2 separate regions of the Mus musculus genome follow, and region 2 is linked to region 1. A link is a contact called in public Hi-C data. All regions are on one chromosome and are shown on one strand. Each heading gives the region's core, a stretch centred on a gene start, on an enhancer-like site or on the middle of the called end of the contact. The rest is flanking DNA. Distances are from core to core; before and after follow the strand shown. Region 1 overlaps Cntn5 (contactin 5). Region 2 holds the start of Cntn5 (contactin 5).

What was found. Hi-C and Micro-C count contacts between places; a contact is called where the count stands out from the background.
Region 2: a Hi-C map of cortical neurons shows a contact between it and region 1, with 2.4 times the contacts expected there. The contact joins the promoter of Cntn5 here to the enhancer-like site in region 1. A contact is called at or near these places in 2 of 39 promoter capture datasets (both in hippocampal neurons) and 3 of 484 Hi-C or Micro-C datasets (cerebral cortex and cortical neurons).

What each region holds. Positions count from the first base shown.
Region 1 is chr9:10,456,619-10,460,342 of GRCm38.p6, forward strand. All of the region lies in intron 2 of Cntn5 (contactin 5), which reads right to left. Among named protein-coding and RNA genes, the nearest start is that of Gm39289, 380 kb to the left of the region's middle. Within about 2 kb of position 1,508, at least 8 of the 459 cell types and tissues checked have an H3K27ac peak or open chromatin away from gene starts, as enhancers often do. A contact at or near this core is called in cortical neurons, where this site is marked.
Region 2 is chr9:10,903,060-10,906,787 of GRCm38.p6, forward strand. It overlaps Cntn5 (contactin 5), which reads right to left and starts at 1,716. Exons shown (of 25, transcript NM_001170787.1): 1 at 1,426-1,716. Gm32710 (a long non-coding RNA gene) reads left to right here and starts at 1,386. Exons shown (of 3, transcript XR_001779092.2): 1 at 1,386-1,625; 2 at 2,710-2,944.

The DNA.
Region 1 (3,724 bases), core at 258-2,757:
GTTTATCTCTCTGTCTCTCTGTCTCTGCCCCCCCCCTTTCTTTCTCTTTCTGGGATTTAACTGATCAGATATTGATTTACTCTAGATGATATCTGCATTATTCATGGTTCTCTAGAGAAACAGAACTGATAGAATGTACATGTTCAGAGGAAATGTATTAGGATTGCTTATAGCTGTGGTCCAGCTAGTCTAACAACAGTTATATCTCAACAAAAAGTCCAATACTACAGTAGTCCAGAGGGCTAGATGTCTTAACTGGTATTTAGCAGATCTCAGAATCCTCAAGAAGTAGGCTTTAATGCCAGTGAAACAAGAGCAAGGCCAGCAGGCAAAGAGCAAACCTGCTTTTTCTCTTGTCAGACATGAGAAGGTATGTCCTAGATGAAAGGGCAGATCTTTCCACTTCAAATGATTTGGATTAAAGATGGGTGTTCTTACCTCAAACTATCCTATTAACTAAAAAAGTCCTATAGAGGTTTACCCAGAGGTTTGAGTTTTTAGTTAATTCCAGATGCAGTTGACGATAGGAAGGAACAACCATCACAATATCCATATAAAACAGAATTTCAATAAATGAAATTTTAATTTACATTAACATATAAGTATTAAAGAGAGAGCCATGGCTCAGCAATTAAGTGTACTTGTTTCAGAATCATGAACACGAGAATTAGTGTTGCCTAGGTTACTTTAAAGCCAGGTATCCTGCACTTTTCTATAGCTGCAGCGCTGAGGATGAAAGTGGAAAGATTACTGGGTCCTGCTGACTTCTATGCTGAGTTAGTGTGAGCCCTGACTTCATGGAGACCCTCATGGGTGCAAGGTTCAGTAATCAATTCAACTACACAAACCTGACTCACCTTTGGATATTTGGAACTGTTGAAAGATGTACATATACTTGAAAGGAAGCATTTTTGATGAATCATATTATAATTGTCAAACTCTAAAATGTCCTTGACTAAATTTCCTTGGGACACCCTGAATTTATTCTTAACTCTTTCCATGCAGAGGTGCTGATGGAGCTTATTGTAGAGCAACATTCCTTTACTGGATGTGAATATTAAATGACATGTCTCCAGTCATTACAAAAAATCACAATTAAAAATATAAGATTTTAAAGCATGCATGTTAATTCATATCCTAGACTAAGGTGGTCTGTGGCAGATTGCATGGATTAAACTCTTTTAGTTCATGTATAGAAGTCATCAGATCTCAGAAAGTGCCCATTAGTAAGATCTCCATAAAACAGTGGTATATGCCTAGCTCACCTTACCATGATGACAAACTGGCAGTTAAAGGCAGAGCAAGCTTGAGGCAGAGGAAGGCAGGTGAAAAAATACTTGGATAGAGAGGAGCAGAAAATAAGTCCTAAGCTTTAATTATCTTGGAATTGATGAGAAGTCTCAGGAAAAAATAGAATGAGAGCATTTAAAAATAAGGCTCACATGATGAATGGGACCAAATTGCACAGAGGCTGGAAGAGGCTGCCAAGTTATGCAGACTAAGAAGATGGAGATATGGAGAGGGAAGCAGAGAGTCAAGTGATCCCTTCGAGCCACAGGAATAGAAAGCCTGTGAGGGAGATCTGCCTTTTCCAGGGAAAACAATTTCCATGTCTAAGCCAAACACAGAAAGGTCAAAGGCAGCAAGCGGGCCAAGCCAAAGGCAGGCTGACATTAAGGCGTTCCCTGGGAAGCTCTGACAGAGATCAGTGGCTGACTCTGTGTATAAGGAAGAGTGTGAGGCACCTCGCACACTTGACACTGACTTTAACCTCTCTGCATTTCATTAATCTGCAAATGAAGATAAAACCGAGAAACAGACTAATGCAAGGAATAAGTTTAGATAGTGTTTGTCTAAATTTCAGGAACATGTGTGGCATGTAAGAATAATACAGATAGACTTACATATCCTTTCCCCTCCTTTTGCATGCCAGATAATTTAAAATAAGCATATAAATAATAGTAATGTCAATCACAATTAGTGTCAACTCATTTCTCATTGTATGAACTACTAATTATTTCACTTGGGATTAAAATAAATCCCTAAAAGATTGCCATCCAACAAAATAGCTCAGGCTAATTTTTATGTGCATCTCAAATAACATGGAAAAAATCTAGTTCTTCCATGTTTTTATGTCAAAAAATTTCCACTAAGAAGTGATGTGCAGAAAACCCAGAAGAAAGTTAAAGATGGCATTGGAACACTGTTTTCTGAGAAGGTTTTTTTTTTCTTTTGAAAATATTTTCTCTGTCTCTGTCTGTCTCTCTCTGTCTCTGTCTGTCTGCCTCTCTGTCTGTCTGTCCCTGTGTATATGTGTGTGCATGTGTGATGCACAGGTATGTGTATGAGGACTTCCTCTATCTCATCTCACTCTCCATAGTATTCCTTTGAGACATGATGTCTCATTAAACACAGAACTAAGCTAGAAGGCAGCAAGTCCCAGTTATCCTCCTGCCTCAGGACTCCACAGTGCTTGCTGAGTGTATGGCCATGTTTGGATTTTATTTATTTATTTTTAACATGAATACTGGTATCCAAACTCAGGTCCCAGTGCTCACATAGCAAATGTTCTCATGTACTGAGCCATCTCTGCTATTTCATAGGAACAAATGTCTGCTACCTCAACAATGAGAAAGGAAATCCACAAGTGTCATGTATGTCTTTCTGTTATCCATTTGTCTGACTTTGGCATGTGTGTATGTTTCTGTGTTTTGTGTGTGTGTTTGTGTGGGCTGTGTGTTTGTGTGTTCTTCTATAGATATTTTTATATTGTAATGTGGTTATTTAAATAGAAAGGACACTTAGGTACATACATTTAAATGCAACCCGAGAAGGATTAGAAGGCATGACCTTGATGAAGGAAGTGTGTCACTGGGGGTCAACTTGGAGGTTTCAAAAGCCCAAGCCAAGCCCATTGTCTATCGCTCTTTGCTACCTGTGGATTCAGATATGGAACCCTCAGCTACTTATTGAGCACCATGTCTGCCTGCCCCTATGCTTCCCATCATCAAGACAATAGACCAAATTTCTACAAGTATAAGGAAGCCCCAATTAAATGCTTTTCTCTTATGAAAGTTACCTTGGTCATAGTGTCTTTTCACAGCAATAGAACCACAGTGAAGACAGTTGGCCCGCTTAGTTCTCGAAAGAGAAATACAAGGACTAGTATTCTGAGACCTGATGTTCTTTTCCCATACAATTTGAATCTTATATTAAGGTTATTTGTAAAATGTGAGTGTAAATGAGCTCTGTCAGAGAAGTTTGTATGGCCTATTACAGTGTTAGGAGATACACTACTCAGGTAGTCTTCGGCTACACACCAGTAATCCTTTTCTCAGAAGGCTGAGGCAGGAGGATTGCCACGAATTCAGGGCCATTTTGCTACACAGTGACATCAATGTCAGCCTCCATTTAAGTGACAGTTTATCTCAAAAAGAAAACTGACAATCAACAGAAGGTAGCTCATTAAAATTATAAAAATGATTCTTTAATGGCTAAATATCATTTAAAGTGAAAAATTCAAGCCCAGAAGAAAAATTCAAGCTTGAGTCCTGTGGTGCTTTCTGTGCCAGAGGGTGAGGTGGAGAGATCACAAATTGAAGGCCTATCTGAGCAGAATGAAACCCTGATTAAAATAGAAAATAAAGAGGCCTGAGGTTACACTGTGGAGTGCACTGAGGTTTTACCATAGCAAGGACCAACATTACACTGTGGCAAATAGTAG
Region 2 (3,728 bases), core at 466-2,965, 450 kb after region 1:
TGAGTCTTAACTGTATTCCTTCTACCACTAATTAGATTGAGGTGACTTTTTACATAATACATCCACTGTTTTAGCCACTTTGTAAAATCTATTTGTATATAGTCATTGACTGTTTATCATCTCATCAATATAAGCATGCCTGCCAAGCTTAAGACTCAGGCTTTGCACTGTGAAATACTAAAATGCTTCCAGCATGAAATGAGAAATTATGGGAAGCACGACAGGTGAGTTGTTCACCACTGGCCACTGACACTTTGCAAGCATTTCTTCCTGTCTTAGTCTCAGTTTAGTCTTGGTGTTAATCAGGATGCAGAACTTATAGCTTGCAGTGACATTTAGAGGTAATCCAGAAGGTGTGCTGCAGCCCAGTAGCAACCAATTACATTTACAACACTTTGTAAGCTTAATTCATTGTTTCTTTTTTAAATGACACTGCTATTTTAAGGTTTGCTACTGTTTTCATTTCTTTCTCATGGCTAAGACTCAGAATCAGAGCAGAGAGCTGAATTACCTAAATGACTTCTTTTCATAAAAGCATGTGAGCTGTGTATGGGTAAAGCCTCACACACATCGTACTATTAAAGCTCTCTTGCAAACCTGTCCTACAATTACCATGCTTTTGTCTTACTTATGCTAATTTTACATAAAATTATTCTGAAATATTGATGAATTCTTTTTCTTTTTGGAATAAAATAAATTTAAGCAACCTAAAAATTTTCAGGTTGTCATAGCAATCCTCAGCTTACTGAACATCATAGTCATAGAAATTGAGAAAACACTCTCCCCACATCCCTATAAAAATAAGAAACTGGGAACATATATTCAGCAAACATCTATGCACAACACGTGGGGGAGATCACTCAGCATAATTCGAGGTTCCACTTTTCTCAGTTTCCCAAACTTTGCAGAACTCTGCTTGCATCTCTCCTGCATTTTAACAAGTTATTGCACCACTACATGCCCAGGTATTCTGTCTGTATTCTCAGTTATTCGGTCTATGAGATTCTCAGCCATGACCTGACAACACCATTTCATTTTTGTCTTCCAAAGCATTTTATTACTTTGGTAAGAAAATATTCTTATCCCTCCTGACATTTGCCATCCAAAAAGCATACTTGCTTCTAGTTTTTTCCTCCTGTTTCCGGTGGCTTTATGAAACATACAATAGGTTTTACACTTGCTTCAACTTTTCAACATCAAATCCCAGCAGAGAAAAACAAACAAACAAACAAAACAAACAAACAAACAAAAACCCACTGTTTTCCCTGTCTTTAAACATGCACCAATGAACAGTTTTTACCTCTGGCAACACGACGAGGAAGGATGGCTTTGCAGAAGTGATTGTGTCAAAAACCCTAAGTGGCTGGGAACCAAAGTGCAGCATCACAGGCAGCAATCACCAGCGAAGGAATGCCAGCCACTTACCAATGAGACGCCAGCTGCCTCTGTTCATTTTGGTGATTCTCAATCCTCATCTTCCATCCTCGTGCCCTGGACACACCTCAGGTGGAGCAGTTCCTTAGGTGCTCCACAGCCTGTGACAGAAGAGAAATCGCAGAGTTCTGAGTCCTTCACTGGGAATTTTCCTCTGGTTTGCCCTGCCTCTCCCAGCAGAAGGGACCCAGGTGAGGCATCCTCCTGACTGCCAGCTTTAATGGCACTTGGCTGCCATCAGTTGCGTGGGGCGGAGTAGTTGAGAGATGCAGGCAGGTGCAAGTGGGCGCCTCCTCCCGCTGCTGCTCCGGGCTCGCGCGCGGATGCTCCAATGCGTCCACGCGCCCCGCGCCGCGCGCCCTGACTGGCTGGGTCTCTCCCAGAGTGGCCCGCGCCCCTCCCGCTCCGCGCTGTCACCGTCGCCAGGCGCCTCACTGCTTTGCGCTGCAAAGGCTCATTTAGCATGTCCCTGCCTGTAAAAGACTGTATGCCTCAAGCAGGGCTTTGGATTTCTTTCTTTTCTTAGAAGGTACTCCCCTGGCATCACTTGCTAACCGATTCCCTCCCCATCTTTTTCTCTCCAAAGTCATGAAGGCTGTTCCCATACCTGGCCACCTCTCCACTGAGAGCTAACAGTGCTGGCAGAGTCTGGGTCCTTTCCTCCCTTGGCCTGCCACTGTCCCTGCTGATTGCCAGGCTGTGTTGATAGCTCAGACAGCCAGAGGCTCAGATTCACTTATGTGGGCTCCAGAGCAGAACTGGCACTTGGGAGAGTGTGGTTAGGTTCTAACTGGGAGGCAATTCTCTTTTTTTATGTATACATGCGAGTTTCATCTAAGAGTGCTGGGATAGGGGGTGTTATTACTTGTCCTTGGGAGTGATGAGTGGGGTAGTGGTTTAGAGTCAGCTCTGAAACAGCAAAAGAAATAGCAGTTTGTTATTTTTTGTTGTTGTTGTTGCTTTTTGTTTTGTTTTTGTTTTTGTTTTTGTTTTTCGGAAAATGTCAGTGTCCAGAAAAATCACATTGGAAATCACAATGTCCAGAGTTGAAAAAAAAAAAAAATTGCCTAGATAGTAAATCTGCGGTGACAGCTTTAGTGTCATTGTTCTTCAGGTTTCTCCACTTTCCCTGTCTTTGAGTGCTCCAGTTTCATGTGTGTGGTGGTAATCCAGTATTTATGAAATACATTTTGTTACATACATTTTGTCTCCAACTCCATGTGGCTTGCACCTGTACGTGACAAGTCTGGAATCACATACTCTCTTCTCTGCCAGCCTATCTACACTTGGAACTCTGCGTGAGCTTTGGGCTGCACCTGAACCAGGAGGCACACGCTATTCACATGTGTGTGCGTCCAGCCCAAGCCTGCGTTCATCTGGATGGATCCTCTCCGCATGGCTTTTGCCCCCAGTGGCTGCGAGAGGCTGTAATTGGCAAGGAGCACAGAGCCAGTAGCTGGAAGCCAAGATACCACTGGAGCTCTCTGATCCCGTTCTTACAGCTTTCCTGGTAATTAAAATTAGTCGTTTTCCTGGTCCTTGGCTCTTTGCACATGTTATGCAAACATCAAGACTTTATTGAATGGGTACCCTCAGGATGTAGATTCGCTTCTTTCTCCACAGCAAAGACAATTAATGTGTATTTGCATTTAATGCTTCTCTACCCTTCCATACTTTTTATTTTCTTGTTCATGCTTTCCAGTAATTAGGTTATTTTCCTTATGTGTTAACCGAGGGATAGTTTGGGAGAGGCAAGTTTTCTGGGCGGCTTCTCTGCTATGTTGGCTCAATGCCTACAGCAGGCTGTTGTTTAGGGGAAAGAATCTCCAGAGTTTTATAAGCTCTTTAAATATACTGCAGACTAGATTCTGAATCTAAAAGCTTTAAAGCTTTTTCAAAAATTGTACAATGAGGTTTTAGCTATCAATGTTTGTTATAACTGACCACTTACAGCCTTCAGGTCTTGGAGTCTGAGCATGGTGATGCTTCACTATAGTAGATATACTGTGGGGGATCTGTTGCCTTTGTTATCTATTTCTGGGTCATTAAATCCTTTATTTTAATATCTGCTTTCAACTAACCTTGATCCAGAAAAGATGAAAGTTGACTTCTAGAAATGTATTCACTAAAACAATAAATACTGAATGTATCCCAATAAATCAAGGCATGAGATCATGAAACACCAGAAAGCATGAGAAAATTTGGTAAGGCCAGAAAGAACAGTGATGAAGAGGTTTAATCTGGCTTTTCTTACAAAGAATACTTCCTTTACAACACATTACCAGACACTAATG